2 separate regions of the Mus musculus genome follow, and region 1 is linked to region 2. Evidence: chromatin contacts called from public Hi-C data. All regions are on one chromosome and are shown on one strand. Each heading gives the region's core, a stretch centred on a gene start, on an enhancer-like site or on the middle of the called end of the contact. The rest is flanking DNA. Distances are from core to core; before and after follow the strand shown. Region 1 holds the start of Gm22367 (a small nucleolar RNA gene). Region 2 holds the start of Fam13a (family with sequence similarity 13, member A).

Evidence for each region. A called contact is a pair of places that touch in the nucleus more often than the background predicts.
Region 1: a contact with region 2 is called in a Hi-C map of myocytes, with 2.8 times the contacts expected there. The contact joins the enhancer-like site here to the promoter of Fam13a in region 2. A contact is called at or near these places in 3 of 39 promoter capture datasets (3T3-L1-derived adipocytes, cranial neural crest and liver), 4 of 484 Hi-C or Micro-C datasets (liver, myocytes, nephron progenitors and 1 more), 1 of 115 datasets of contacts at active chromatin or transcription factors (embryonic stem cells) and 2 of 9 other capture datasets (adipose tissue and pancreatic islet).

What each region holds. Positions count from the first base shown.
Region 1 is chr6:59,099,109-59,104,547 of GRCm38.p6, reverse strand. It overlaps Gm22367 (a small nucleolar RNA gene), which reads right to left and starts at 5,295; the gene lies at 5,164-5,295. Within about 2 kb of position 2,092, at least 4 of the 459 cell types and tissues checked have an H3K27ac peak or open chromatin away from gene starts, as enhancers often do. A contact at or near this core is called in myocytes, where this site is marked.
Region 2 is chr6:59,022,556-59,027,862 of GRCm38.p6, reverse strand. Fam13a (family with sequence similarity 13, member A) reads left to right here and starts at 3,361. Exons shown (of 18, transcript NM_153574.2): 1 at 3,361-3,551. The coding sequence starts at 3,523. Gm52905 (a long non-coding RNA gene) reads right to left here. Exons shown (of 2, transcript XR_003956447.1): 2 at 2,953-5,307.

The sequences.
Region 1 (5,439 bases), core at 843-3,342, 78 kb before region 2:
TTATCACTCCATCCTCAAGTGCCCAATATTGGAATACCATCATAACAGGATTCTATTAATATTTGCTAAATGACATTTCATGTCTACATATAGTTTAACACTTGAAAGAACAGAACATTCCACTTAAAAGCTTTCCAAGGAAGTGACTTTTAATGGAAGAATTTGATTCATCTTTTTGCTCTGGGAATACAGGACTTACGTTGAAAAGCTTTATAAAAGACTTATATACAATGTATGTCCCATATAGCATAAAATCCCCCCCTTTTAAAGTATATGGATCGTTGGTTACTAGTGTATTCTGAAAGTTGTGTAACCATCATGATTATCTAATTCCCAGAAGATTTTTATCAGTCCTGAAAAAGCCCTCATTCAGACAAAACCCATTAGCAGTCACCCTGTGTTCTCTCTTTCATCTGACCCCAGGCAACCACTGATCCTGTCATATGCAATTGCCTGTCCTGACATTACACATAAATAGCCAACAATATGTGTTCTTTTGTTCTTGACTCCTTCTTCGTTTTTTTATTAAACTTGAATAATGTTCACTGTGGGATTCTATTTGGACATTAAAATTGTTACCACTTTCAGAACTTTCTGAATAATGTTACAGTGAATATTGTGTGTGACTTTGTAGGTGGGCAAAAGTTAACAGGTCTCTTTAATCAAATTGTATAGGTCCAAAAGTGTTTTAAAGCTATACAATTTTGTCTTCAAATATTACATATTGAAATGTACATTTTTAAGTTTTATTTTTCGTTTTTCAGCACCACCGTGTGTGTTTGTGTGTGTGTGTGTGTGTGATGTGTGTGTGTATGTGTGTGTGTGTGTGTGTGTGTGTGTGTGTGTATGTGTGTGTGTGTGTGTGTGTGTGTGTAAGTACCCACAGAATTCAGAAAGATGCTTTCCAGATCCAGATCTTCTGGCTCTGGTGGTACAGAAATTCTGACTTGTGCCTAAAGAAGAATAATAGACATATATAAACAGAGGCAGTCTTAAACAAATGCTAGCTGTTCCTACTGACTGTCTTTGGGTGCTACTGGATCCAAAGAAAACTCCATTTCCCCAAATTCCAAAAAGCAGAGGGAATGAATGGCTATCTTTGTTGTCTATTAGCACACCAAAGTGCACACTGGCCTCCAGGCTCCCTCAGTATCTGTAACACACCTCAAAGTCTGATTCGTGGTTCTTTTCATTTTTACCTCCTCTCCTAAGCAAACGCCCTCCAGCTCACAATATTTCCTCCCCATGGAGACTCATTCTCCTTATAACCCTGTCTTTCTCAATATCTCTTTCTTGCTTGCTCTCTCTCTCTCTCTCTCTCTCTCTTTCTCTCTCTCTCTCTCTCTCTGTGTGTGTGTGTGTGTGTGTAAGTCTGTCTTTCTTTAGGTCTTTCTCTGTCTCTCTCTCTGTGTGTATATGTGTGTGCATTTGTCTATCTTTCTTAAGGTCTCTCTCTGTGTGTGTGTGTATGTGTGTGTGTGTGTGTGTGTGTGTGTGTGTGTGTGTGTGTGTATGTGTCAGTCTATCTTTCTTTAGGTCTCTGTCTGTGTGTGTGTGTGTGCATATGTGTGTATATGTGTCAGTCTATCTTTCTTTATGTCTCTGTCTCTCTCTCTCTGTCTCTCTCTGTGTATCTCTGTGTCTCTGTCTCTCTTTGTCGCTTTCTCTGTCTCTGTCTCTCTCTCTCCCTCTTTCCCTTGCTCTTATCAGATCTGTCTTTCTATGTTCCTACCTCTCTCTTTACTCTGTTCCTGTTTCTCTATTGGACATGTCCAGTCTGCTGTCCGTGTTCAGTCCACTTCTTTCTCTTTCTGCTCTGGATTCTTCCCAGATGCCACTGTCTCTTCCCTCTCTAATATCTATAGTTCAAACTTTCCCCTTAACCATACCATCCTATATGCATGAAATAGTCACGTTGTCAGTTTATACATGTTGCCTTGTTTCTTTTTATCATGTTCTAGTGTTTATTTACCTATAATTTTAAAAGGGGGTACAAAAACTAATCATAATTATTTTATCCAATTTTTGTCAAATTGGGTGTGTTTAATCATTTGGTTCTCCTTCGTGGCCTGATGGATATAGTTTATCCCATCACAGTCAGTCTGAAGTGGGAATTGACTCATTCACTATTTACAGTAAGTGGCCTACCATAAACAGCTGTTGTAACTGAAAGAAAGCATAGCACTACAGCATGTACTTGTTTGGAGACTTCAGAAATGTGCCCTTAGGTCTTAGTGTAAGGCTGTAATGAGAACAGTGGCAGCTGAGAGTCTTGGCAGCTGTCTATCCCAGAAGGAGTCCCTGAGCCTTTCTGAGTCTGGGAATATACTGCTCTCAACAGGTGCCAGGACCAGACCCAACACAAATAAAAGCAATGTTGGTCCTGTCTCTATGTGATGTTAGGCATGTCACTCAGAATCCAAATCCCTTGATTTTAACCTTTAAGTGATATACTTATTGATTTAAACAAACAAGCAAGCAACAAAAGAGCCTTTGGACTTGAAAATGCTACAGTTTTACAGCTTAGTGGTTAAGATGCTGTGTAAGAGATGAAGCATGTGATGTTGAGGTGATTAGAGTGCAGGCCTTAGCATTGTAATACACTGCATTTGAACTTAGGAACATTTTATCATAATAATATACTGTTGCCTTTAGAAGTAAATGAGCATGATGCCAACAAATTTTAGTTATATTGTAAAATATATAGACTGAAATTCATTTGAAAGATCATGATTAATCTTACTATAAACTTGGGAAAGGAAGACCATAATCTAGATGACTGGGTTTTATGAAAGAAATGAGACTCCAAGGTAAAAGTTACAAAGGAAGTGAAAGAACTCCATCATTTCCCCTTGGCTTTATTGCCCATAATATTTATTCTATTTTTCTATCAAAATTCAAAGGAAGAATGATCAGAATCACATTTGGAAAACAAATCTAAGTTCATGGTTATTCAGAAGTGGGGCTAAACGTTCTTGAGAAATAAACACAAAATTATCATTCCTCTTTATTGTGAAATAAAAGTTATAAATCTGCCCAAAATCTATCTGTGCACCTTTCTTGTAACTTGGAATATTGTTTTCATAAATATTGTTTTAATATGAAACTAAGACTTATGTACTTAATTTGTGGAAACAAATGCCTGTTTTTTGTTTTTTGTTTTTCCTAAGTTGGGGAATTAACTCATTTCAGTGGTTTGCTCAATTATCTGAAGAAATATCTAGAGAAGCCTGACCATAAACAGAACAGTATGGTACCAATTAACTCATGGTTTCTCAGCAGTCAAGAAGGTGAGCTGTCTGCAAAAGGAAGTTGATAGGATAGCGTGGGAGCATACAGATGAGTTGTTCAGGGATGCTCTACCTTTTCTTCATCACCTTCTGCTCTTAACTTCAGGGTAGTCATATAACAAGAACAGACTTCTGGCTCCTCAGCACAGCACTGACTTCTGACCTAAATAATCCTTTCTGGAAATGTTCTTCTCCCCTGGAAGACGCTCTTGTCTCCTTTGTTTGAGAAAGATCAAGTGCCCTAATTATAAGGATTCTCTGGGCATACTTTTAGCAATACAAAAACAGAGAGATGTGAAAACCATCTTTAAAATCCAAGGTGAGCTGCAAGGCTCTGTAGCCTATGGTTGAAGGCACTCAGGATGGCTCTTTTTCCCTTTTACTCCAATCTCCATAACTTATTCCAATTTCACACTTTGGGGTTTGTGGGATTTAAAAAGAAAAGTATTTGCTCCTTGTGAATTTCACATTGTGCACCCCAATCTCACTCATTTCCCTCTGCCCTTGTACCCATTCTCCACCCCTGCAACCTTCCCTGAGACAGGGAAAAACTCCTGTGAAAGCTGTAGAGTATCACAGTGGGTCACACAGTAACCCCTTTTGTCCATACATCTTTGCTTGCTTATGTTCATTTCAATGTCTTGTACAAGGCTTTTGGCTTCTGTTATACTATCAATATAGGAACCTCACTGGGACTCCTCTTACATCCTGCTGTTGCCCTGTATCATGGAGATACTGTCGTTTAGGATCTCTGGGACCAGCTCCTTCATGTACTCCAGCAGTTCATCAGTTGGGTAGATAGGCCAATTCAAAGCTGTGGATCTGGGCCTGAGAGGTGTGATCCTCTAGGTCTCATGTCCTAGGGGCTGACTCACCAGCAACCCTTGAAACCAGGGCCATCTCTCCCTGCTGCCCAGGTAAGGTGCAGAGCCTGCTCTCCTGAGTGTTGCAGCAGGTGAGGAACATGGCCAGTTCTCCCACTCTTATGACCCCAGATTGGATCTCCCACCTGCCATAGATGGTGAGGGATGAGAGAGGGAGGAGGACCCCACTCCCTCATTCTCACCATGGCCCGGTAGACAAGAGGTAAGATTGCATCTCCTTCTCTCATAATTCTTGGGCCAGCTTTCCCATCTGCCATAGGTGGCAAAGGGTGAGTGTGACACAGGAGGCAAGTGGTATGTCCAGCTTGCTCACACTTGTATCCTCAGGCTGGCTCACGCACAGCTCAAGCAAAGTACACAGCCACTCTCTCAAGTAATGCAGCTGCTAGGAACAGGGGTTAGGGAGGAGTTCAGCTCTCCTGCTCTCTGCATGATGACCAGGTGAAGGATAGGGCCAGTTCCACACAGCCCTCAGACATTAACACATCCCTGAGCATCAGCTCAGACCAGAGACATCTGACTGATCATTACTTGTAATGGATCCCTGTTACTTTAGGGCACAGACACAGATGTGGTCCCCAGTGGCAGCACAGGCCAGGACCCCACCATAGTCCCAGGTGGCATCTTTAGCTACTTACATCAAGCTGTTCCTCACTATCCTCTAGTATCCAGTTCCTCCTCTCTTCATTGTGCTGTTTTTCTGTTTCATCTTTCTGTTTCTCTTTCTCTTCCATTTATCCACCACTTGCTTGCTCCTCATAGTGGTGCCCAGGACCTTTAAGTGCCTGAAGTCATCTCAGGAGTGGTCTCAGGAGTGCTATGCCTTGCTCATGAATAATGGCACTAGGCAGGGGTCACCTTGGGCCTGGTCTGTCCACTTTCTCCCCCAAGCCTACATGGCACTTGACTGGTGATCATCTTAGGCTAGCTCCCTGTCTAGGCCCCATAGCACAAGTCTGGTTGTTGTCTTAGGCTCACATTTTTTGAGGAATGTTAAGGAACTTCTCATTCAGATGTTCACAGGTTAGAAAACTGAGAATAGACAGAGCCTCTCTCCTCTCTGCCACCTACTGATGCACAGGTGTTGTAGCTGACACACGGACAATGCCTCTAGGGACAGGGGTTTTGTGTTTTAATGGGGTTATATAGAAGAAGAACACGTTCTATTCAGAAAATTGAATCTACTAAATTTTCTAAGTTCTACTAAGAAAGTTCTACTCAAAAAGAAAAAAATTCAGGACACACACTCTTGTCACTATGCAAAG
Region 2 (5,307 bases), core at 2,112-4,611:
GAACTGCCACAAAATTGGCACAGAAGTCCACAAAAGCAGCAAAAATCAGCCAAAATGCCTTGAGCAGTTCTTTGGTGTGTCATTCTCTACAAAGTCACAACAAGTAAAGATCAGCAAAGACCAGCAAAGCATTGCAAAGAGTACCAATACAAGAGCATCATCAATGAAGACCTGAGAAACATTGAAAGGTGAACCAATGCACTGTCTGTCAGGTTCTACTTATACTCAAACACTGTGCGTCCTCTCAAGTGTCTGCCTCAGCAAACCATACTCAAAAGACAGCTTCCAGGAAGACATCGCATGACATAACTGCTTATCCAAAGAAACCAGAAATTTTCACTTCATTTGGTGGTCTAGGGTAGAATATCAGTAAAGCACAGAACCCAACAGAAATTCAAGGGATAAATTGCCAGGTTCTAGACAGTCTACTGTTAGTGGGAATTCAGCTATTGCTGGATTGGCCTGCCTGGAGACATAGGAGAATGGATAATGGCAATGTAGGCTCTGCTGTGCTTTAGTGCTTGCTTTCTTTGCCTGGCATGTCTAGGTTCATTTTCCTCTGATATAGAATGTTCTCCATTCCCATACCCCAAAATTGCATTGCTTTATACTTATCTGGTCTCGTTTTAGCCCCATGGCACTGTTACATGGGTACTCTTGCTGTTGCTTTTGCCTCTCAGTTACAGTAGGAGAGATGCATTAAAAAGAAAACAACAGCTGAAGTCATCACCTTCTGAGGCTTGTCAATTCCTGTTCCCAAAGAGTGACCCAGCAGATATGATTCATTTGGACAACTTCTATGCAGGTTGATAAGGAGTACAGGTACATTTGCTCCAACCAAATTGTGGTAAGATCCAGCAGCAAATTTTCTGTCCAATATAACAAGTAAGTTCAGTTTCACAGAGCAGAAAATGCCTTTTGTATGTATGCCACATTGGCACAGTATCCTGTGCTGGTTAAACTCACTGAGAAGCTTGCCTAGAAGAAAGGACTTGGAGCTCCCATTTCAGATTCAAGCATGTTTATCTCAATGTCTTCCCAAACCCCTGCCTGGGTCACACTGGCCCCTGACTCTGTGACAAGGAAAAGAAGAAAACAACACAGCTCAAGGGTCAAGTCATTGTGTCCTTAGGGTAAATTATTTCCAACACGGGATGCTGTTACTTATGTCGTGACATAGAGATGTGAATAGTAAAGGCAGCTAATGAGATGCTCATCTGTGGAGAGAACAGAGAGGGTGTTCTGCCTAGAAATCTTCAACCAGTGACTCTAGTGTTATAGTTCTGACTGGGATTCCTTAGCTGATGTCTAGGGGTGGCTGTAGATGTAGCTTTAAGAATGTTTTGCTGGGCATCTGGTGCTTCTGTTTACCTACATACATGCATTCAAAACCAAAACACAGCTAGGGTAGGTCACTTTTCTTGACAATGAAACTATAAAATAACAACAACAACAGCAGCAAAATGATTAGTCCTCTAAGCCTTTGAGAATGAAAAGAATCAGGCATGCTTTTTATTAGTCCCACCAGAAACCCTTAATAGATTTCAAGGTATGACTAGAGGAAAAGAAAATGGCTTTTCTAGTCATAGGCTTTACACTAATCTATCCTAGTTAAAATGGGGGAAATGTATGTCCTCTCTAATCTAAGATCAAAGTTCATAGTTACAAGGTGAACACGTAAGGATTTTTGACTCTCTCTCTCTGTATGTGTGTGTGTTTGTGTGTGGGTGTCTCTGCCTTTTATTTGCAGAAGGTATTCCTTCATGCCAAGGTTATTTTAATAAACTATCAAAACTCTTACTAAAATGTAAATGTTTTCTATAAGCACAGGTAATTTTAATTTGCAATATGTCTTAGTTAGGGTTTCTATTACTGCAATGAAAACATCATGACCAGAAAGCAAATGTGTGTGTGTGTGTGTGTGTGTGTGTGTGTGTGTGCGCGCGCACGCTCATGCGCGCCCTCACACACTATTTGGCTCACACTTGCACATTAAATTCATGATTTAAAAAAGCCAGGACAGGAACTCCAAGAGGGCAGGAACCTAGAAGCAGGAGCTGATGCAGAACCTGTGGACCAATGCTGCTTACTGGCCTGCTCATCGTGACATGCTTACCTCGATTTGTTATAGAACACAGGACCACCAGCCCAGGGTGGCACCATCCACAATGGCCCTCCCCGTCCAGTTACTAATTAAGAAAAAGGTCTTAAAAGCTATTCTCAATTGAGATTCTTTCCTTCTATGTAACTCTAGCTTGTATCAGGTTAATGCGAAAGTAGGCTGTGTTAGAACTTATTAAATTTGCATAATATGAAATAAATTGTACAAGATGTGTTTCTTGCATTGTATGAAGCCTGTGAACTACAATTACTTCCCTAGAAATAGTGAGTGGCCCTGAAGAAATTACAGGGGCTGGAGAACTGGCTGCTCTTCTGGAGGACCCAGGTTTGGTTCCCAGCATGGCCACTTAGCCATCTGTAACTCTAGTTCCAGAGGATTCAATGCCCTCTTCTGGCCCCCTTAGGCAACAGTCACACATGCCATGCAGATGCAGGCAAACACACACACACACACACACACACACACACACACATATGTGAGATACAAAATAATAAAAGATCATTTACAAGCACTTAGAAAATCTTATTGGAAAAATTGGTTTTGTAAAATATAAGAATATATAATAAGAAACAAATCTCTTCCAAGTGCAGTTGACATTTTGGGTAGAATGTAAAAACAACAAACAGAAGGGCCACACCAGTAGATGTTTTGATCTCCTGAAGACCTGAATCCAGTTAGGGCACCTTGTCCTCTTCCCCTTGAGTGATGTCACCAGGAACTGCTCACAACCTAGTGTAAATAAGTATCTGGGGAAGAAACTGTGGGTAGGGCAAGGGTTCAGGTATTTCGTCAGGAAAAGCCTAGAACAATCTGGAAAAGCTTTCTCTGGCTACTGTTTGGGTAGTTTTTATTTGTTTATTTATTTTAGAAAAAAACAAGGTGCAGTCCAACTTGGGCCTCAAAGAAACGGGACCTTAAGGGACGCTGTCTGTCCTTGACACTGCATTTCCTTGCTGGCTTTTCTTGCACTTTGAGCCATGCAGGATTGGGCTCCTCTGCAGTTATTGGTTGCTCTTCACAGACTGACAGACTTGTCTGGAACCTCTCAGAGGAAAGTTTCAGGTTGCTGGGGCTTGCCAAGCCCACTAAGCAGCGAGCAGAGCAAAGTGGGGTGGGGACAGAAGGAGGAGCGGGAGAAGCGGGAGGAGGATCAGGAGGAGGAGCAGCCTTTCACACTCCACTGCTCCGCCTCTGATTGGCTCTGGGTTTCAGCTGCTTCGCTGGAACAAAAGGTCAAAGTGGACTGCAGTGTAAATGTGGAGGCAGCCGATAAATATCCTTGCCTGCAGCTGGAGGTGGAGAGGCAGTGTCAGCTGCAGCAGGTTGTGTGTTCCGCGGGTCCTGCACACAGGGCTTGACTGGAAGGCACTCGGGGATCCCGTGCAGATTCGCACACGAGGATGGCTTGTGAAATCATGCCGCTGCGAAGGTAGTGTTCTCTGCTTCTTATGCTGTTTGGTATTTTCTGGGCAGCGTACTTGGCCAGTGCTCTCGGCATCATTAGTAACAGGCTGCAAACCTTGCAGTCTGTTCTGCACAGTGCTCTTTCCTCAGACCAGATAGAAACATTTAAATAGCGCACTTCTCTTTCACTGACACTTTTGTGTAGTTGCTCATGATTATTGGGTTCAGCTATACCTTCTTTTAAGGGAAGTGTATTTAAGACAATACCTCTGCAAACCGAAGCAAAGCAAACTGAATGGGCTTCCTGGGTCTCCAGGCTGTTAGAGCTCATAGATGGATCTGATTCTCTGCTCTCTAGGCAAGGACTTTCTTCAAGTATATTGTAGTTATCGGAATAAAGGTTGAGAACAATGTTTTTCCTTGAATAATTCTAGGTAGATTGGTTACCCAAATGACGCTTGGAAAAAAATAACAAAACAAAAACAAAAACCAAAAAGGAAAAAAAAAATGCTGTGTAAGAGTGATAGAGCACAGGGTTCTGGCTTTGCTTTTGAGGACTGTGATGGGGGCAGGGGGTGGGGTGTCTCTCTGAGTCCTATAGAAATAAATAAAGGTAACTAACTGTACATAGCCCTGGCTGTTAGGAAGCACACTGCTGGTGAAGTAGACCCGAGTGCTGAGTGCTGTGTGTTAAAGCCACTACAGAAATCACTGAGTCCTGTCCCCACAGAAAGTCTGAGCCGCCCAAGGTCACAGTTCATAGTTTAAAAACTGACTTGTGCTAATCATATGGTTACATCTGAATTGCAATTACTTAGTGATAGTGACATTTGACTTCATATATATGTTTCATTTACAGTTTTCTATGGAAAATGGTATTGTCAAAAATCAGACAGTAATGGCAATTTATTGAAAATACTTAGATGAAATGAATTTACTGAAAAGAAACAATCCCATGTATATTTTGTTTGTGCTTTAGCAACAGAAATATGATTTTAAAAGTGTATCATTTTTGGTAAAGAGATTCCTTCAGGCTGGCTGTGGTGAGAGCCAGTGTGGTTGTTTTTCTTTTGCTGTCCTGACATGTCCACTGTAATAGGAACTTGATGTGGTGTTCAGAGTACCTTATCAGAGAATTGATACTTAATGTAGAAGAAAGTGCTGTGTAGAGTAATCTATAATTCTACATTGATTTGGTGGAAAAGTCCCCATGCTTGAAATTTCTAAGAGAACAAAACTAATGTACACTTTTTGGAGTTTTAATATCTAATTGTTAGGTTGGGAACTTTTGTCCTTCCAATGATGTCGGTCCTCAAGATCTCTAAGCAGGTCATGTTTTAGATAAAAAGTATTGGCCATTACTAAGCCCTGTTGTAGCTACACAAAAATAGAATGCCTGCTATGTAGAGCAAAAATGACCATGTGAGTTCCTGAAAACTATTTTACATTGTTGGTCGCTATAGTGAAACTAGAAATCTCAGTGTGCATTGCAGAATGCTGAGTCATGACTTTTGTCTCTCTGGTCACTCCTCACCAGCTCACTGTGCACTCAATGTCCCCTTACTTCCAAGCCCCATGGCAGGGATGATTGATCCCCTGGCAATCTTCACTTGCAGTTTATTTCTGCTTTTGATTATACACTTCTTGAAGACAACGGCCAGGTGTGTATGATGAGGCTTTCTGCACAGAGGTCCCTTGTGAGTCTAAGTGTTTATGCCGAATCGCTCATGATCTTGCAGGGTGTCTCTCTTCAGATCTCAGGCCAATGTCTTTGGCTGTTG